Regions from separate parts of the Mus musculus genome. Here region 2 is linked to region 1. Evidence: chromatin contacts called from public promoter capture Hi-C data. All regions are on one chromosome and are shown on one strand. Each heading gives the region's core, a stretch centred on a gene start, on an enhancer-like site or on the middle of the called end of the contact. The rest is flanking DNA. Distances are from core to core; before and after follow the strand shown.

Region 1 (4,192 bases), core at 1,191-3,690:
TCAGCTTGGTTAGTGCTGGGGATGGGCGGATCCAGGGCTTGATACACACAGTCAAGGACAGGCTGTTAAGATTCTGGAGCTGAAAGAAGTTCTACAATAATGTGGTGCTGAACGCAATCATAATGTAGCAATCATAAGTAAGCAATCATAATGGCTACTGCAAAATAATTTACAAAATATGAACTGCCAGTTCGCTGCTGAGGTGAGATGGGCCAGACAAGGAATGTTATACTCTTCTGTAACTTCTTGCCAGGGCATCTCAAGATCAAAACCACACGTGTCATCCATCTGTGGATCCGAGTCAGAACCTCTTAGCCTGAGTGGCTGGACCAGGAATATTTTAAAATCTAGCAGGGACAGAAGAGCCACCCCACTTCCTGCCCCTGCCCATTCCATCTCCCAGCAGCCAGCTCTCTGCTGGAACATCATAGGACCTGTGAGGGGACTCTGCTTCTCTTAGGTCAGCTGACATACTTTCCAGTCTACCCTTGAGCTCTCCCTCCTGCTCTAATAGCAGCACTTACCTCATTGCTTCTGTACACTTTATCCTCAGGGAGGAGGCACATTTATTCTAGACTCATCACACCTCCTAAAGACCTCAAAAACCAACCAAACAAACAAACAAAAATGCTCCAACAAAACTACCACTATCTAAAGGGCTGGCATGCATATTATATATTCCAACAACTTACATGTGTCTTCTGTAATTTAAACTGTACTAAGAAAATTAAGCTATCTTTGAAAATTGTAAAACAAATTTAAGGAAATACTATCTAGGTCTGGAGAGATGACTTAATAGTTAGGAGTACTGAATGCTCTTCCAGAGGACCCATGTTCAATTCCTAGCACCCACAAGGCAGCTCACAACCATCCATAATGAGTTCCAGCAGATTTGACACTCTCACACAGACATTCATACATACATACAACACCAATGGGAAGGAAGGGAGGGAGGAAGAGAGTAAGGGAGGGAGGGAGGGAGGGAGGGAGGAGAGAGAGAGAGAGAGAGAGAGAGAGAGAGAGAGAGAAAGAGAGAGAGAGAGAAAGAAACAAAGGGAGGGAGGGGGGGGAGGAGTGCTCTTGGGCAGGCCCAAGTTCAGTTCCCAGCCCTGGAGCCTAGCAGCTCACAACCGTCTAACTCCAACTACACTACCAACAGATCTAATGCCCCGACTTCCAAGTTTACTTTCAAGATGCATGTATACAAACATACACACACATATACAACTTAACTTCTGTTTATCTAAGAAAGAAATTTTACCCCAGGGCTAATAGATACAGAGAAATAAAAACGAATTTCTAATCAATGTTTTAGTCTACAAGAGACTTAAACAGACTTAGGAATATACCAACTAATGAATATCTCCTGTTTGATTTCAAAGAAAACATTATGAAACATTTTTTAAACGAAAAGCAAACATACCTGAATTACTTTGTCTACCTTCAAATCTTCAAGAGATGGATAAAGAGACATTTCTGCAGATATTTTCTAAAAAATGAAAAAAAAAGTATCACACAGTATGTACAGCCAACAATATGGATATAAACATTTAACAAATGTTTAATACAATAAAAAAGCTTAAAAAACAAAATAAAAATAAAACAACTACAACAAAAATAATGGGACTATTTAAGGCATATCATAGTTAGTAGACATTTAACAGCTGTTACCAAACTGTCTCTCTGTTCCCACAGCTACCCAACTACATTCATCTTGGATTTTAAACATCAAGAAAAGCTCCCTTCATTTCACAAGTTGTGAAAATCAAAGAAGAAAAGCACGTGGCTTACCCTCAGCTGACACAGTACTCCTCAGCTAAACCAGGGTCAGGAAAGAGCCTTTCACAAAACACTCTTGGGCGTGGACAGACATATTACCTTCTACCAACAGTGCCAACAGAAAATAGTATGCAGGCAAACTGCACTAGGAAGATACTCATAGTATATGGAAAAACTTAACATATGCCATCTATATTTTTAGCAATGGTTTTAGCTAGAGGGAAGGGATGTAAAAAAGGAAACTATTGCCTTTCATTGTTAGCATTTCTATATATAGTTCAATGTTTGTTAAGCTACCATAAATTGCTTTTCGTAGCAATTTAAAATAAAATTATCTGAAATATTACACAGACACATGTTTTAAGTTTTGTTTAGCTATTCTGAGGTAAATGCCTGAGACTTCCACTTAGCCAAATAAAACAATTACTAATTACTAATAGGTTTGGCAAATCACTGAGCCTGCTCCATCACCTCCCACTTCCAAATCTATTCTTTATTTCCTGCTCTCCAAACCCAGAGCTGAACCTTTTAAAGCCTGCCTGCACTGCTTAGAGGAGGAGGCTGCTGAGCTCTTGGCCAGGGCAGCCAGCCTCTCAGCCATGCTGGAGCCAGCACACTCTCCAACCAGGCTCCTACAGAACCTGCTTCTCTAGCAGTTCCCACCACGGGGAGATGATTCAACAAGCTTAGCCATGCTATAATGAGCAGAAAAGCAGGAGAAAGCCATCAGGCTACTCCGAAGGAACAGTTCACCCAGAAACCCTTTCCTATGGATTGGTAGTAAATTCTAAACTGTGACATGCTAAAGTGAAAAGTCACTGTAAGTTCGTTCCACCATGTCTCCTAAGAAGCGTCTCACAAGACCCAGAACGAAGCCATCAGCAGGCAGTCTGTCCCTCTGTGCACGTTCTCAGTCCCAGTGATGGTTACTTACTACAACAGCACCCCAACGAAAGACATGAGTTATTGGCCAGGGCTGTCTTAAGAGACCCCCAAAACATACACCCTATGGCTACTGCCCCAGAGATGAATGGTGAAGACACCATACATTTCCTAAGTTAGCTAACTACTCAGTGCTAGTGAGGTTGCGGATACTGGAAGAACACAACCACACTTTACTAAACTAGCATAATTCTTAACTACATTCTAAGTATCTGTATCACAAAGTGTAGTTTCACCCCTCAGCAAGAAAACTTCGAAAAACAAAAAACAAAAACAAAACAAACAAAAAAAAAAACAAAAAAACCCAAAAAACTTCTCTTTGCAACAGATAGAAACCAATACAGAAAACCACAAAACCAATCAAAATGCAGTTGTGAGGCCCAGTCCCAGTGGATCTGTCTACAAAACACTCCTGTACCCAAGGCTCAGAAACACTTCAGAAGAGGGGTGGAAAAGCTTGTAGGCATCAGAAATCAGGGAGCTGCTGTAAGACTATGTATCCTAGTAATGTTGAAAATACGTCCATAAAAGTCTCACCAACACAGCTGCCTATCCATGAGCTGAATATGGACAATAACATACATGCCAATGCAGACAGGCAAAGACCACAAGGCCTCAACCCTACACAAAGAAATACAGACGACTAAAAATGCTGGGGAGTGGGGGCTCTTCCCCAGGGAAGAACATACTAACTGGTTATTCAACTTCAAATGGTCAGCCCTGCAAAGTATATTACAGACTGTGCGGGTTACATTTAGGAATATAAATATAAAGACACACACATACATGCACATGATAAGATGAAAAAGGATGTCCTGAATTTGAAAGACGGCAGGGAGGGTACATTGGAGGGCTTAGAGGGAAGAAAGGAAAGGGAGAAATGTTGTAATTACTTTATAATCTCAAAAATAAAAAGCTGGATGTGGAGAAGCAGAAGAAAGCAGATCATGGGTTCCAAGCCAGCCAGATCTACACAGCAAGTTTCAGGACTACACAGAAAGAACCTGTCTCAAACAACAAAAGTAAAATAAATGGATTCCTGTTTACTAACCAATCACCATGTATTTAATCATGCTATAGGTACTAATACTGTCCATTACATTTTATTAAAAATCATTAGAGTTCTATGTCTTGGGTGGGCAACAATTGACATACAGAAAAACTCAAATCCTTTTTAAGAATTTATTTTTCATATCAACATGAGCTATTCAATCATTCCACTTCTAATACTGGAATATTATTATGCACTCAAATGACTCCTCTCCCCTTCCCCATGCCATCCACACTCCAGCTTCAGGCATGTAGGCCGCTTGCCTCTGGATTTACATCTGTGGACAATTTAACTGAGATTAATGGAATGCATGGCCTTTTGTCGGCTTCCTTCCTACCATATGGTATGCTAAAGGTCATCGATGCTGCGGCATTCATCTATCAGCATTTTATCCTTTTAAAGTGAATATTTTAGATTGTT
Region 2 (4,300 bases), core at 1,250-3,749, 540 kb before region 1:
ATCAGTGGCGAAAACACATCACCACTGAATGTCAGTTCTTATGCCTAACACTCCAGGATGGTTAGGAGAATTCTAAGTATCATGGACATGGGTCTCTGAGAACAGGGGAGCCGAGTGCTGTCTTTTATGGATGAAATTTTACCAGGCACCTCAGTTTTAGCTTTCCAGTGGAACCAACAGAGGAGAAATGCATAAAAATAAAAAGAGCAAGTCAAAACTCATGAAAGGAGAGGCTGGTGGCGTGGGAGCGTTAAAGGGATTGCAGAGCAAGCACCAAGCATCCTGTCTCCAGGGTCCTGCAAGGCCGAGAGCTTGGAAGAGAAGAAAGCACTGTGTCCTTTGGAGGAACTGTTCATTTTCTAGCAGGCCAAGGCCAATGGTCCCCAAACCAAGCCTCCTCCTCTAATACAATGTCACTGTACCAAGATAATCTTAACTTTCGATGGCACTATGGCTTCTGTCTTATCAATGTGTGCAAAATTAAGTCCCATAATCTGTCCTAAATGGCTACTGTTGTTTTGAAATGATCCTCTTATTGTGAAGAAAACACTGATAACTTGGCTTACGTAGGAGAGGAGATCGCCGAAGCAAAGAACAAATTTGTTAAATATATTTTTGTTTTAATTTTCATTGTATTTCAGTATGTTTGTGTGTGTGCTTGTATGTAGAGGTCAGAAAATAACTTGGGGGAGTCAGTGGAAACACATTTCTAATTGTTAAAGAAGAGAAAAATCAAACTTTCTTTATTGGCTAACTGCCTTATTAGTTTTACTGACATTTCTTCCACTCACATGAACTTTTAGAAACACATACCTTGCGTACAGACAGCCACAAACCCCCAAAGATAATGAAAAATTTCAGAAAAATTATATGCTCAATGTGATGTGTGATGGCAGAGTAATATTTAACTATTTTAGTGCTGAAGGTCAAACCCAGTGCCTCCCTGCCCCTGCGTAATATCCTCAGTCACTGAAGCTTTAAGAGTTTAAGGACTTTAATGAAAACAAACTTCCTGAATTTACAATTATAACTATGGATATGCTTAAGGCAGATGTATATACACACAATTCATATTTCATTGTCATGATTCTTTTTTTTTTTTAAAGTGAGCTAAGGATTGAACATAAGGCCTCAAGCTCACCAGGAGAGCACTTTATCATATGTAGCCACAGAGCCTGAGTGGTCAACTATGGGCACTTTTTGTCAAGCAACCTAATCATATAATGAGCTCTCACATGCTATAGAAATCACCTCTTTTGTTTGTGGGGGATTGAACTCAAGGATTCTCTCAGCTCATCACAAATGATGGTTGCTTTTAGGCCTCCTTTTCAGGTGACATTGTGTGAAGGTTTGGGAAGGGCAACAAGGTTCTGTCATCATCTTATCTTTTAAGTTGTGAGCCTAGCCTTCCATGAATGATTCATCTCTCCATACCAAAGGATCTCTGTATTTGTAAAGGATAGTAGGATAGCCCAGATTAAAAACAACAACAACAACAACAACAACAAAAAAACCAAAAAACATAATTTTTTCTTTTTATTTCGCATTTTAAAAAATCATGTTTTTAAAGTTTTATCTTTACCTTTATTTTCAGTCACTGTGATGTCTCCGTGGTTCTGTGTGATTTTGCAGCATGTTCTGATCAGAGCCAGCTGCCCTTGAGTTGAGAACCAACCCTGCACCTCTTCCCATTGGCCAGCAGTCAGTACTTACAAACAGATTGCTGTTTAAACTTTCACATAGGAGACCGGCGTTTGGGTCTGTCTTCTGTGTCTGCTAAAGCTGATGAAGCAAGTGACTCAACGTGAATCTTAGCAGCATGACCAGTACCTTCAGTGGTGAACACTTAAGGGCACATACATACAACAGACCGAAGAAGAAATTCCAAATTATACTACTATTAACACTAGCGATGTATAAGGTAGTTTTATGCTATAAATACTGGCATCTGCCATTTACAAAAGTGCTTTAATTTTATTGGCCACTACAATGTTTTCACTGACAAAACTTTCTTAGACAGGAAAGAACCTCATGATTTGTTCAGAGACAGACTGCTGGGTAGAGGTTTGATACTTAGTGTTTGTACAGCGTAAAAACATTATAGTCTCCAGGAAGAGGAACAGTGTTCTGAAATGAGTAAAATTTGAAACTCTTTTCTGTAAAACTGAGGATGAGACACAGTACAGGTCCAATGGCCCTAACCTCACTGTACAAGTTGCAGTTAGTGCCCTGATTAGACTTCTAGCTCTCTGGGCTTCTCTCTGCTACTCACAGTATAAGCAACAGGCTATCTATCATTGGCAGCCCATGCCTTCCAAGAGAGTGAACTCCATACCTTGGGATGCCCCACTCTTTGGAACATGCTACACTGAAACCATTTCACTAAATGACTTACTTACACATAAAATTTAACTCAAAGAGCACCTCCTCATAGGAACTGTTCTAAGTACTCACTCCACCCAACTCTGACCTGTATTCTGTTTCTCCAGCTTCCAGAACATTCTGATTATGATCGATATGGCTAAATATAAAGCCAATGTTGCAAACAGAAGAACTTGTACTCTAGCCCGCTGTGGCCAAGGCAAGTTACATAACTGAGTTTTTACCTCCCTGGGCTAATTGTTCCTCTCTGAAATGTATGAAATGGGAGCCCCCTGTACTAGCCAGGCTTTCATTATTACAACAAAGCCATGTGAAAGCCAACTGGCAGAGCGAAGATTCTCTGGGCTCTCAGTCTATAATCTCTTGGACCCATCCCTTTAAACCCTGATCAAGACAGAACATCACAGTTGAATGTACAGTAGAACAAAACTAATGCCTTCCTGTGCAGGTAACAAAAGAGTAAGAGAAAGGGGCTGGGATCCCATCAACTTCTGAGTTCATTAGTCCTTAGAATTCCTACTGTGCCTTACTTTTTAAAGTCCCCTCTCAATGCTGGGACCAAGTGTTTAATACCATTCTCCTACTGTGGTAAGCTGGGACTGAGTGTTTAGTGTGGGTCTTTGGGAGACACCTAAGACCCAAACTACAGTAGAGCCTAAGGGTGTTGTGAAAATGCCTGAGAGAATTCTAGCAAGCAGCAGGAACTGTGCTCAATGGCTGAATGGGCTGCACATGGTGTTTCCACATGTCGGCTGTTCTCGGTCTCCAGTTTGAACAGCCGACCTGTTCCATCCCATTGTTCTTATGAGTCCTAGTCACACTGCCATCATAGCTGATCACAAAAGAAATATTTCAGGCTATATCACAGTTTATATTCTCCAACAACAGGACCCCACAATATCCACAGGCCATGGTTTTCACTAAACATTTTATTGAGTAAATGAATAAAAGTCAAAGAAAGCAAGTGACTGTAGTCTCCGAGGGCATCGTATATCACTCATGGAGTGCATAGCTCCTGTTTATTTGCTTAGGCAAATAAACAAAATAGGAATGGACATAACCCAGGAATTACAATTTTACTGAAGTCACCATAATTCTTGTTAAGTGATTGGTTCCAGTTGTACACATGTTTATGCTGCTTAACAATGGAAATCTGTTGTTTTATTAGATGGAGTGTATGGTTCTTATTTTTATGGATAGCACTAACCTGTCTGTTTCTACGGCAGACAGAGCAAGAGGGAGTATGCATGAAAGCTACAGGCAGAGAACATTCCATAATATTCCTTCATTTAGTGAAGGCATGGCTAAATGTACAGGTTCAATGGCCCTAACCCCCTGGTCCCACTGGTCCCATGCCAAACATCAAGCTTGTGTTCTTAGAAGATGCTTCAGGCTGAACCTGGGAATTTTTGTTCTTAAAGGGTGGGGTACTGTAAAAAGTACAGTTTCATTTGTAATGCAATTCAACATTCTGTGTTGCTCTGGGTTAAGGATGAGAGTTTAGAGGAAGAACAGGCATGGGAAAGGGTTCAGGCATCAACCATGAACTACAGTTAGATGAGAGTACACCCATAGCCTCCTCACCTTGCTCTTGAGTTGGTATGCATTTTGGCAGCAGCTGGCATTAGTAATTATAATAGAGATTACTTTAAAATAGGACTGGCCTAGATTTCAATCTTGTCTAGTAGCAGTTAACTTATTAATGATCTCTTTGGCCTGTTGGCAGCCATTCTGTCTTTAAACTGGAAGGAGATAGCATCTCTTCGGCTGTAAGGGATAAGTAATTGGATGGGAGAGCTTGAAGAAGTCATGGGCCTTAAGGAATCATCTGTAAGAAGTCAGCCTCTGGCAGCCAGACAGGGGCATTTGTGGCATGTGGTTCCTGCAGGAGTTAAAATCTTGACTGCATTCAAATTTT

Evidence for each region. Capture Hi-C pulls out chosen DNA fragments and counts their contacts.
Region 2: a contact with region 1 is called in a promoter capture Hi-C map of liver. The contact joins two enhancer-like sites. A contact is called at or near these places in 1 of 115 datasets of contacts at active chromatin or transcription factors (astrocytes) and 1 of 9 other capture datasets (liver).

The regions. Positions count from the first base shown.
Region 1 is chr4:6,374,374-6,378,565 of GRCm38.p6, reverse strand. It overlaps Sdcbp (syndecan binding protein), which reads right to left. Exons shown (of 9, transcript NM_001098227.1): 2 at 1,424-1,489. The coding sequence starts at 1,474. Among named protein-coding and RNA genes, the nearest start is that of Sdcbp, 11 kb to the right of the region's middle. Within about 2 kb of position 2,440, at least 54 of the 459 cell types and tissues checked have an H3K27ac peak or open chromatin away from gene starts, as enhancers often do. A contact at or near this core is called in liver, where this site is marked.
Region 2 is chr4:6,917,425-6,921,724 of GRCm38.p6, reverse strand. All of the region lies in intron 1 of Tox (thymocyte selection-associated high mobility group box), which reads left to right. Among named protein-coding and RNA genes, the nearest start is that of Tox, 71 kb to the left of the region's middle. Within about 2 kb of position 2,499, at least 5 of the 459 cell types and tissues checked have an H3K27ac peak or open chromatin away from gene starts, as enhancers often do. A contact at or near this core is called in liver, where this site is marked.